Regions from separate parts of the Gasterosteus aculeatus genome. Here region 1 is linked to region 2. Evidence: chromatin contacts called from public Hi-C data. All regions are on one chromosome and are shown on one strand. Each heading gives the region's core, a stretch centred on a gene start, on an enhancer-like site or on the middle of the called end of the contact. The rest is flanking DNA. Distances are from core to core; before and after follow the strand shown. Region 1 overlaps spag9b (sperm associated antigen 9b). Region 2 overlaps LOC120819822 (myocardin-related transcription factor A).

The links. Hi-C and Micro-C count contacts between places; a contact is called where the count stands out from the background.
Region 1: a Hi-C map of liver shows a contact between it and region 2, with 4 times the contacts expected there. The contact joins two enhancer-like sites. A contact is called at or near these places in 5 of 6 Hi-C or Micro-C datasets (liver, skeletal muscle, tail fin and 1 more).

What each region holds. Positions count from the first base shown.
Region 1 is chr5:6,539,971-6,545,401 of fGasAcu3.hap1.1, forward strand. spag9b (sperm associated antigen 9b) reads right to left here. Exons shown (of 29, transcript XM_078102819.1): 29 at 4,572-5,431. Among protein-coding and RNA genes, the nearest start is that of spag9b, 29 kb to the right of the region's middle. Within about 2 kb of position 4,126, at least 5 of the 9 cell types and tissues checked have open chromatin away from gene starts, as enhancers often do. A contact at or near this core is called in liver, where this site is marked.
Region 2 is chr5:6,464,120-6,469,336 of fGasAcu3.hap1.1, forward strand. It overlaps LOC120819822 (myocardin-related transcription factor A), which reads left to right. Exons shown (of 19, transcript XM_078102809.1): 18 at 536-596; 19 at 675-2,112. The coding sequence ends at 1,255. Among protein-coding and RNA genes, the nearest start is that of LOC120819822, 31 kb to the left of the region's middle. Within about 2 kb of position 2,927, at least 2 of the 9 cell types and tissues checked have open chromatin away from gene starts, as enhancers often do. A contact at or near this core is called in liver, where this site is marked.

The sequences.
Region 1 (5,431 bases), core at 2,876-5,375, 77 kb after region 2:
TGCAGCACTCCACAAATCAGGCCTGTTTGGTAGAGTGGCCAGACGGAACCCACTCCTCAGTAAAAAGCACGTGAGAAACAAAATTCTCTGGTCTGATAAAACAAAGATTGAACTCTTTGGCCAGAATGCCAAGCGTCATGTCTGGAGGAAACCAGGCACTGCTCATCACCTGGCCAATACCATCCCTACAGTGAAGCATGGTGGTGGCAGCATCATGCTGTGGGGATGTTTTTCAGTGGGAGGAACTGGGAGACTAGTCAGGATTGAGGGAAAGATTACATTACATGTCATTTAGCAGACGCTTTTATCCAAAGCGACTTACATTACACTTTAAACCCATGGCTTTTTCACAGTTTTGCCTGGGGAGCAATTAGGGGTTAGGTGTCTTGCTCAGGGACACTTCGACATGGAACATGGGGCAGCCTGGACTTGAACCACCTACCTTGTGCTTCCCAGCACACCTTCTCTAACCCCTGCGCCATGACGACCCATGATGAATGCAGCAATGTACAGAGACATCATCAATGAAAACAAGCTCCAAAGCGCTCTGGACCTCAGACTGTGGCGACGGTTCATCTTCTAACAGGACAACGACCCGAAGCACACAGCCAAGATAACAAAGGAGTGGCTTCGGGACTCTGTGAATGTCCTTGAGGGGCCCAGCCAGAGCCCTGACTTGAACCCGATTGAACATCTCTGGAGAGATCTGAAAATGGCTGTGCACCGAACTTGAACTTGGAACTTGAGAGGTTCGGTAAAGAAGAATGGGAGAAACTGCCCAGAAATAGGTGAGCCACGCTTGTGGAATCATACCCAAGAAGACTTGAGGCTGTAATTGCTGCCAAAGGTGCTTCAACAAAGTATTGAAAAAAGGCTGTGAATACGTATGTACATGTTATGTTTTCGTTCTTTATTTTTAACAGATTTGCAAAAATTTGCAAAAATCAGTTTTCACTTTGTCATTATGGGTTGTTGTGTGTAGAATGTTGAGGAAAATAATGAATTCAATCCATTTTGGAATAAGGCTGTAACATAACAAAATGTGGAAAAAGTGAAGCGCTGTGAATACTTTGCGGATACACTGTACATTGTGATGCAGCGACTTAAGAGACTCCGATTGGCCGTTTTAAGAACTAGAAGTGCCTCAATTTCATAGGTAAAAAAAGGTCTTCAGCTTCATCAGGAAGTTAAAGGACACCTGATTATATATTTTATTATTTTATTTATGATGCCGCTGGATACCAGAGCCATGCCATCTAGAGAAACAACTCGACAATTAATGACCTCTTGTCTGAACAAGACCTCAGGAAGTAGCAGACCTGCTCGAAGTTTAGCTAGTCAGTTTAGTTTAGCTTGACGCATGTGAGTATCATCTGCATAACAAGTTTTTTCGGATAAAATGGCATGAAGGAAACCTACAGTCAATAAAATCTCTCAGTCATGGATTGTTGTTGCTTAACGTGAATCCTTTATCCCCATACCATACTTGTTATATTTTTTCTTTTTATACTATACTAAACAATGTGTTTCACATGTATTGTTTTCTTCTTTGCTATACAATTCGATTTCTTGACATAATGTACCATAATACCACTTACCATCCTCCTTTTTTAAACATTTTAGAATATATTATAGTATGGCAACATACCTTTACTTAAATCAGGGCAGTATGTTGGTTAGCACAGTCGCCCTGCAGCAAGAAGGTCCTGGTTCTGCAGCCTTGCAGCCTTTCTGTGTGGAGAATGTTCTCCCCGTGTCAGCATGGGTTCTCTTCAGGACTCCTTCCACAGTCCAAAGGCCTGCTCTGGGGGTTCGGTCAATTGGTGACTTTAAATTGCCCATAGGTGTGTGAGCGTGAAGAGTTTTTTGTCTCTATATCAGCGCTGCAATTTACTGGCGACCAGTCGCGTGCCCTGTCTATCGCTCGGTTGAAGGGGGGGTCGTTGGTTAGGATCAGTAAAAAAGAATATGTTGGGTTCTGGGGTTGGAACCCAGATTTTATGAAGGGGGGTGTGACGGCCCTTTGTTTTCGAGCAGGCCCTGCCGTGTGTGCGCTGTGTGTATGTGTTGGCCGAGCGACTCGAACACTGTGATGAAGTAGAGTTCATCTTTTTTGAGCTACATCAAACTTTATTTGATGTAATCACAAACAAGAGCTCACTTTTGAGACAATAAAATTGTCTTGCAGTGACCCGAGGTGAGCCCTCCCTCCTCGGCTTCAATGTCCATGTTGCCATAGTGATCTCACACAACGTTCTCAACTGGTGTGTTTCAAAGGTCCTTGCCCATTAATGTCTCTTCTTTCTTCGTCTCGGGTACAACTTCTCTGCTGCTTCCGTCGGGGCTCGTTTACTCTTTTCATGACAACGTCTAAAGGAGTAAAAGTTCTCTTTAATTCTGTGGATCTTCAGACTCGCCAAATGAGTCCTGGTTTCTTTGCTCGTCAGACTCCTGTCGTTCAGATCATGTGAGATTTTGTAATGTTCATTGATGGGGCTGTAGTTGTTGGTCCTTCTTCTTCATCCTTGGTGTGGTGGGAGGTTGGCGGTACCGAGGGAGATCACAGCTGGTGGCGAAGAGGAGTCCAGTCCAGGATTCCCTCGAACGTGTTCCTCATGCGATAAAACCGAAAACAGTTCAGACTACTATTTCTTTTTTCTTCCCTTGCATCTCTGCCTGATTTTAACCCGTCTGAAGATGAAATTTTGCAACCGTCAACTTCCCGTCAAACCCATATTGATCTTTCCACCTCTCTACCATCTTCATAAATGTCTCATCTCCTTCCAAGCTCTCATCCTCCCGTTCTTTGCTGATGAGCGACCCCATTTTATATTATATATATCATTTTCCAGGACCCCTGTTTTTAAGGCTTGCTGCCACGGCACTACAGAAAGAACCGAGTTCAGTTTTTGCGGCTAGTGTCAAGTTACTACAAAACCAACCGATTTCTAGTTTTGAGACTAAAGGGACGACAAAGAGCGTAGTGTGTGTGAAAAGTGATGCAAAATGATGAGAGGACAGAAATAGATGTGTGTGAATGATTTGGAAGGGACTCCTGCTGTGTGTTTATCCTGCACCAGGGACGACTGCTGAGATGACAGAGCAGGCGACAGGTCGGGTAGACACGCTCACATAGAAGGTGCGTGTCGTGCCTCTTCAGGAGTGCGTCTGCATTTGCGAGTTACACGTGATTCATGGAGGGTGAATTTCCTCCGACAGCGGTTTTCCACTTCAATGACTTCTGCCTCCTCCAGGAGAGAAGAGGGGCATTCTGCAAACACAGCGTTTTCCCCTCATTACAGCCGTGTGACTTTTAGTGAAATATGAAAGAATTGCGTTCACAAACACACATTCAGTCTGATTTTTTACAGCATGTTTGCAGGATTTTACATCCGAGCAGCTTGGCGTTGCTGTAAACACAGTTGCAGCGGCATTAGTGGGTCTGTTAACCTGGAGCATTATTGGAAGTAGTTCCACAACAGGAACAAGATGTTATGGTGAGACCTGGATAACACCCCGACCTCTAAACCACCATCTGGCTGTCAGAACAGACTGTAACATGGTGCTGCAACCCGGCAGACTGGATCCTGTGACCATTAATTTAGACACTTTTATGTATTGGTTGAAATGGATGTAATATCATTAAGTCCATATTAAAAGACATTTCAGAGCACAGGCATAACACTGTTCTGGCCGAGTGCCGCAAGTATCAGTACTTTGATTCTGGAGTTTGAAAATAGCACAATAAAGAACCTGTTTACAGTAGCGTTATTCTCAGCAGAGCCTTTGTTCAATCTGATAGCAGCGCGGAAGCGATATTGCAATGATGTATTTCTCATTTTTTTATTCAGTACCTTTAACATTTAAATATTTTTTCACCACTACATTAAAATAGGAGGTAATCATGCCATGTTTATTGTTGGCCCGTTGTGTACATCCACTACTTAACCTGCGGCTCCACTATCGTGGCTGTGATCCATGACGGCCAGGTGTTCTCCTGAGAGCTTGTGAAGAGATTAAAGCCTCCATCAATCTCTCAGCCTGCTAAGCACCAGTTCAGCCTCATTCAGGGGGCTGAAACCGAGGCCGAGAATAAAACGGCTGTGGGCCAATCACAGGCCGGGGCGGGGCGCGTATGTCCTTCCACTGGTCACTGGGGAAAAACAGCTATTATAAGTGTAGTGGAAGCACGCCACCTAGTGCTGGTAAACAGTGAGTCGAGTCTGGGTGGGGGGAAGGGCTCCATGAAGGAAGGATATATTTTGTTTAAATTTGGCTGTGTGATTGTTTTGCATTAAAATAGATCACTTGGCTTTATATTTTTTTTATTTTCCACTTTACAGAAGAATAAACCGAAATGCATATTATGGGTCTGAGCCAAGGACAAACATTTGATTTAATTTACTGCATTACTTTAGAAAAATAAAGGTTTACCCCATTGATGGAATGTATAATAAACCGGTTTGTGATTTTTCGGTTGGTTGACCGACCTCAGGTCAAAGACAAAGCTTCAGCTTTGAACCGTAAGACCAGCTGTGTGTCACTGACGCAGACAAACACTACAAGCAAAGGAAGCTCACAAAAAAGCTTTAATTTGACCGTTAGAAAAAACATGTAAGGCCAGAGAAGAAGAACAAGATGGTGCTCACTTGGAAGAGAGGACGCTGGTTAAAGACACCATATGCAGATGAGAGGGCGGACAGACCTGTGGAGGAAGGCGTTCGCCCAAAACTGATCACACCAGAAAATGAAACAACCCCACCTCCTTACAGACAGTGCATAGCTGAGTGACCCTCCCTTCCCCCCAGAAAACACATTCATACCATATGGAAACAGTAAACCCAAGCATATATAATCATATATATTCAATTTACAAAAGATACATTCGGAATTGCAAAGGCTCAATCATTGTAAATAAATACTGAAATGGCTAATCTGCAATAACGTCTCACTCCTCTCTTGGAGAGGACACACACACACACACACACACACACACACACTCGGACGCGGTTCAATACAAAGGAGGACCAAACAAAGAGCACACAGTGCAGTGTGCTGGTACACAAGGGCCAGAGTTACAGTCTCATTTTACACCCGAGTGAACCGCTTGTGCACCGTTCTCAGAGAGTACAGCCTGAAAGAAAAAGGACTTAAAACATCATTCTGCCATCAGGATAAACACATTAACCCCAGATAAAGATGTTCTGGCTTAAAGGGGGGCAGCGCCGCGAATTATGTTCAAATTGTGACCGTTAACGTGACAGGCACAGCACAATCTGCTCTCTGCTGAAAATACATTAATTCCCAGATATGAAAGTCTAAAAATATATCTCAACTATAAAACGGGATTTTGTGAAAACGTGCATTTCATCCTCATGGAGGCCGACTCACACATGCTGCTCTACATTAGTGAGACACTTATCCTCTCAGC
Region 2 (5,217 bases), core at 1,677-4,176:
GATAAAGAAAAAAGGAAGTATCAAGTCCGGCCCTTCATTGCCAACGAATACTATAATAATACCATAATACCCAACGATCTACTTCCTGTTTAAACCGGCATGCGCAGTGTAGGGAATAACAACGTGCTACTTGATGCTGGTACGGATGGAAATCATTTCTAAAGTGATGCTGATACGTCCGTGTGGACCAAATCCAAATAGAAGCTTTTCATTTCGGTCAGAAGTCCAGCAAAGGACTGAGGAATGTGGCTTACGGTCCGCGGGACAGAAAAAAAAAAAACATTCATCTGGAAATGTGCAAAGTTTACGTTAAAACAAGAACACCATTAGTTTATCTCATATTACCATAATTTCACATGATACATTTATCATATACTTGATTTGCTGCACGTGAGGAACGTGCGATCATTTTCAACCACCAAGAAACTAACCAAAAAGCAAGGAATGGGTTGTAGTGCATGTCTGCTGTGGGAAGCCAGTGGTTCTGTGGTTGCAGGTGTAAATGTTTTCTGACCCCCCCCCCCTCTGTTTGCAGGAGAACGGCGTCAACAGTCAGCAAATGGACGACCTGTTTGACATCCTGCTGAAGAGCGGAGGTAAGAAGCTCTGATCCAAACATTAACGAGAGCTACACGAGTCTCCGTCTCCTAACGTCTTTCTCTGTCCTCCTTTAGAACTCCCCGGCTTTAAGTCCAACCCGGACCCTTCCCTCGCCCCCCTCCACTCTGACCCGCCCTCCCCGTCCTCTCCCCCGTCTCCCCTCCACCACCTCTCCCCCCCCACCCCTACGGAGTCCCTCATCTCCCCGCAGGCCTCTGTGGGGGAGCACTGCACGGGCAGCGGGCGCCTGGAGGACTTCCTGGAGAGCACCACTGGGGCGCCGCTCCTCGGCGTGGAGCCCGGCGGCGGCCTGTCGCTGATCGACGACCTCCACAGCCAGATGCTGAGCACGCCCAGTATCCTGGAGCACCCGTCCTCCCCGATGGACACGTCCGACCTGGGCTTCTCCCCCCACCCGGCGGGGCTGGACTTTGGCGACCCCACCCTGGACAGCATGGACTGGCTGGATATTTCCATGGTGGGGATTGCCGGCGGCAGTGGGGGTCGAGGCGGAGGAGGAGGAGGAGGGGTGGGGGGAGACGCAGACGGGGGAACGAGCCTGGCCCCGCTGGTGCCTCACACCCCGCCGAGCGTCTTCTCCACCGATTTCCTAGACAGCTCAGACCTGCAGCTGCACTGGGAGTCGTGTCTGTAGCTCCGCCCCCGCCCGCCCACACTGTGTACAGGCGCCGTCTTTACGTCATGCACATGTAGACGTGTCTTTTCTATGCTGTCTCAACCACTGCGGGGCTCACTGGCACACGCAAACACACGCTTTTACACACTGGCTGTTTCTGTATGCAGGATGAGGTCCAATGAGGAACGAACATAAGAATTCTTAGATAAAGGACTTGAACTTGGTGGAACTGGAGTGGACTTTTGGTAATTGGCTTTCTACGGGGGTCCATGCAGCTGACTGTTCACATCCCGCTGATATAATCCTATTTCCTGTGTCCCGACATGCATTATTTCCAGATTAGAGACGTGGCTGGAGACTGCACTGTAATGCAACATTACAAACGGTTTGACAGAGTACAGCTGGGGGGGGTGTGACTACACTCTGCTCCTCCACACGGCATGGTGTGTCAGTGCCTCCTAAACTTTGCACTTATGCTGAATCTGATTGGTTCGGAGGGGGTTAGAGGATGGAGAGGGTGGGGGGAGGGGGAGGTTCAGGCCAACAGCCAAATCGCAATGCTGAGTGACCTCGTCCTCTCACTGTGGCAACCTGAACCCCCCCCCCTTCCCACCTGTCCCCTTTCAAATGAACCATATCAGTGGCAGCCGTTGGAACTGAAGCCTCAGAGGAGGTTGTGTATTATTGGTAACTTTATGGTAGACCACTATGTATTGCTGTATATTATTGTCCACATGATTATTTTTCTTCGCTGGTTGCTTTAGAGCCGAGTTCATCAGCTGGGGAACGTAGGGTGAAGCTTGGACCTCGTCATTTTTTTTTTTTTAAAGAAAGGAAAGTTTGAAAAAATAAATATATTGTAAAATCACAACAAATGTTTTTTTTTTTTTCTGCGTTTTCACAACAGACGAAGAAATGGAAAATTTGTGAGGAGAATAACTACATTGCTGCTGACAACAAAAGTAAATTTACACTTATTATATCTTAAACACGTTGAGCTCAAATGTCACTGATAATAAAGACGAGCCGATTAGAATCTGTTGGTCTAATGTTAAAAGTTAACTGTACTTTCATGTCAAATAATATGTGAAAAAAATGCATGAAGTAGGAAATATACTATAGCTGTCAAAGAATAAATAACGTGTTAAAAGTTATAATATATAAAAATCATGGTATAATGGTAAAATATAACAATCGTGGTATAGCTTGTCAAAGTAATCTGAAACAAAGTGCTAATATAGCATGTTGAAAAACGTTGACTATTTATAGTATGTCAAAAGCAGAATTCAAACCTTGGGTAAAATAATTTGTTGGAAAAGTAATAAATTCAAACTAAGTAATAAGGTAATTGAAAGGTAAAACATGACGTCAAATGTTTTAAGATGCCATTTTATGCACAGCTTTTTGGGGGGTCAATTAACCTCTTTTGAGCTGTGGTCAAAGAAATGTGTCCTGCACCACAAAGGGTAAGCAATCAATCAATCAATGTTTGATCAATGGTTTGCAGTGAGTTCATTTAATATGCATTGAACTGCAGTGAAACATGGCTTCTTTCATCCAATATGAACAATTTAATCTCTAAAGTTCATCACTCACTATTCCTCCTGTTTATGTGTTGTGTATCTCCAGTGTGGGGGCATGATGTCATGCTGGATGCACACATGTCGCCCTATTGGACAGTTACTGAACAGATCTGTCTTCTTTACCGAAATCAAAACACCACAACGAGCAACGTGCATTTCAGTGTCGCACGGTGGAGGAATCGTTCATTTAATATGAAGTAAGATGGAGAAGATGTTTGAACTATAAAAGGTTGCATCGTGCCCTGGTTTTCTTCCACCGGTATGTGCTGATGTTCACCCATGGTTGGGTGAACAACAGACCACGGTTGGTCTGTTTTTGATCGATATTCTTTATTAAAACTATCAACTATCACAAAGAGGTTAAATGTTTAATTCAAATGTCTTTTTAAGAGTTCTTGTTAGATGATAAATAGTATTTCTGTATCAAATACATATATTGAATAACCACAAGTGCTTAAACGTTCTCCTTTAAACGGTTTAGTCTGTTCAACCTTCCCAGAATGCACAGCAGGTGTCAGCAAAGCACCGCTTCGCCCTCTCCTCCAACACACGAGCAGGCTACACCTTTCATCTCAGTGCGGGTCCAAGAGATAAAAGATAAAAAATGGCAATTGAAATATAGTTTCAATGATGCTTAGATGCTATTACTTCTCATGCATGAATCATTTTCCTTGCTAATATAGAAAAAATGGCTCCAACACACTGGCTCCTAATTGTTAACGGCAGAAGGGCATAAACAATTCTATACATATTTACATAAGGAAGCAATGATATCCGTGTGTTCCTATATCCAGCACTTGATCGGGGATGTTCCACACTTGTCTCCATCGTATTTTCATATATAGGTCGGCCTCCTCTTACAGCCCAGGTGGGGACTCTGGTTCTTTTCATGGTTTGTGGGGGATTTGCGGTCCTTCTGGCCTCTAGATTGTGGGTATTCAATTAATATTTAACACGGTCCAGGTGACTGTTAGGGTCAACTTGCGCTGTGATTTAGTCCCATAAAAATTGAGTTGGTATTAACGTTACAATTCGATTGCAAAAGGATGAAGTAGAAATGTCCTTCCCTCAGTTAAATTACAATAAGAGCTATGTAGAAAAACGATTAAAAAAACGACATCACGGAAAGCGCTTGAAAAACATTTATGTTAAAATAAAGTACAAAAAATATAAATAAATATATAAATATAACTGAACTTTCATTCTGATGGGAACCTAAAAAAAGCCCAAATATGAAATACGCAGTAATAGCAAAAATCAGCAGGTAAAAAGAAAACAAATGGATGCAATTCCCATCGGCCTTTGCCTCCGTTTCAGGCGATCATCTGACCGTTTGATGCAGTGAGCCCTCAGCGCCACTAGAGAGCCCTCAGACCTCACCTGATGTGTCTCACCTCCACCCTGAGGTCCGGGGACACGCTGCTGTGTGCGTGCAACCTCCTTCCACTCCACTTCTCATCTGTTGGTGTATTTTCTCATGAAGCATTTAGATCGCTTCAGAGCCCAACGGTGCGTTGTCAGAACCCTTCAACGCAAAAGCACGTTCAGGAAAAGTAGTTTTAGTAGTTCTGGTCTGCTGGAGTTTTACTGACCTCTGCTGTGAAAGTGCTCTTATGTAAGGACCCAAATAATTGAACAAGTAATCTCTTTATTTGAAAACTATTCTAATAGTGATGATAGTGCACGCTTCTGTCTCCCATCCAGCAGCCGGATTAAACGTTTTACAACCTCACACTGTAAATCAGTTACTGAGCCCGAGGCCACGTCAGTTCCACCGCTGCTTACGTAATAAAAGGACACGGACAACGTGTGACCTCACACACGCAACCGCACACGCGGACACACAATGCACACCCGGCCAGGTTCACTGCTCAGAGCGAAACAGGGACTTACAGGTGGTGAATGAGGAGAGAATGTGCATCCTTCCTTCACCCATTTATCTATTTCTATATATACATCTACGTCAGGAGGCGAGGAGACAACCGAGTCACACTTTTCAGAAGAAGTTTACTGGTCTTGATTGACTGCACCTGAATATTTCATCAGCGCCATCGTTTTTTTTGCATAATGAGACGCCATGCTGGCTGTGTGTTATGGAAATGATTACAACAGTAAACAGTAGCAATCCCAGCGAGCATTTTGGGGTTGAAAAGACATATGTGTGCAGATATTTACAGCTTTTACAAGTTTGACGCCTTAGAACAGGTGTTCTGTCAAATTATTCTCCTTGATTTCCACTCAAGAAACATTTTTAGAACTGGTAAAATATTTGGGGTAATACGCTTATTTACTTTCTTTAAGAAAGGGTCTTTTTGTCGGTCTGGACATCTCTATGCATACCCTCCTAAATATTGCATTATTTATTTATGATTTGAAAAGATAGCGGAATGTGACAGC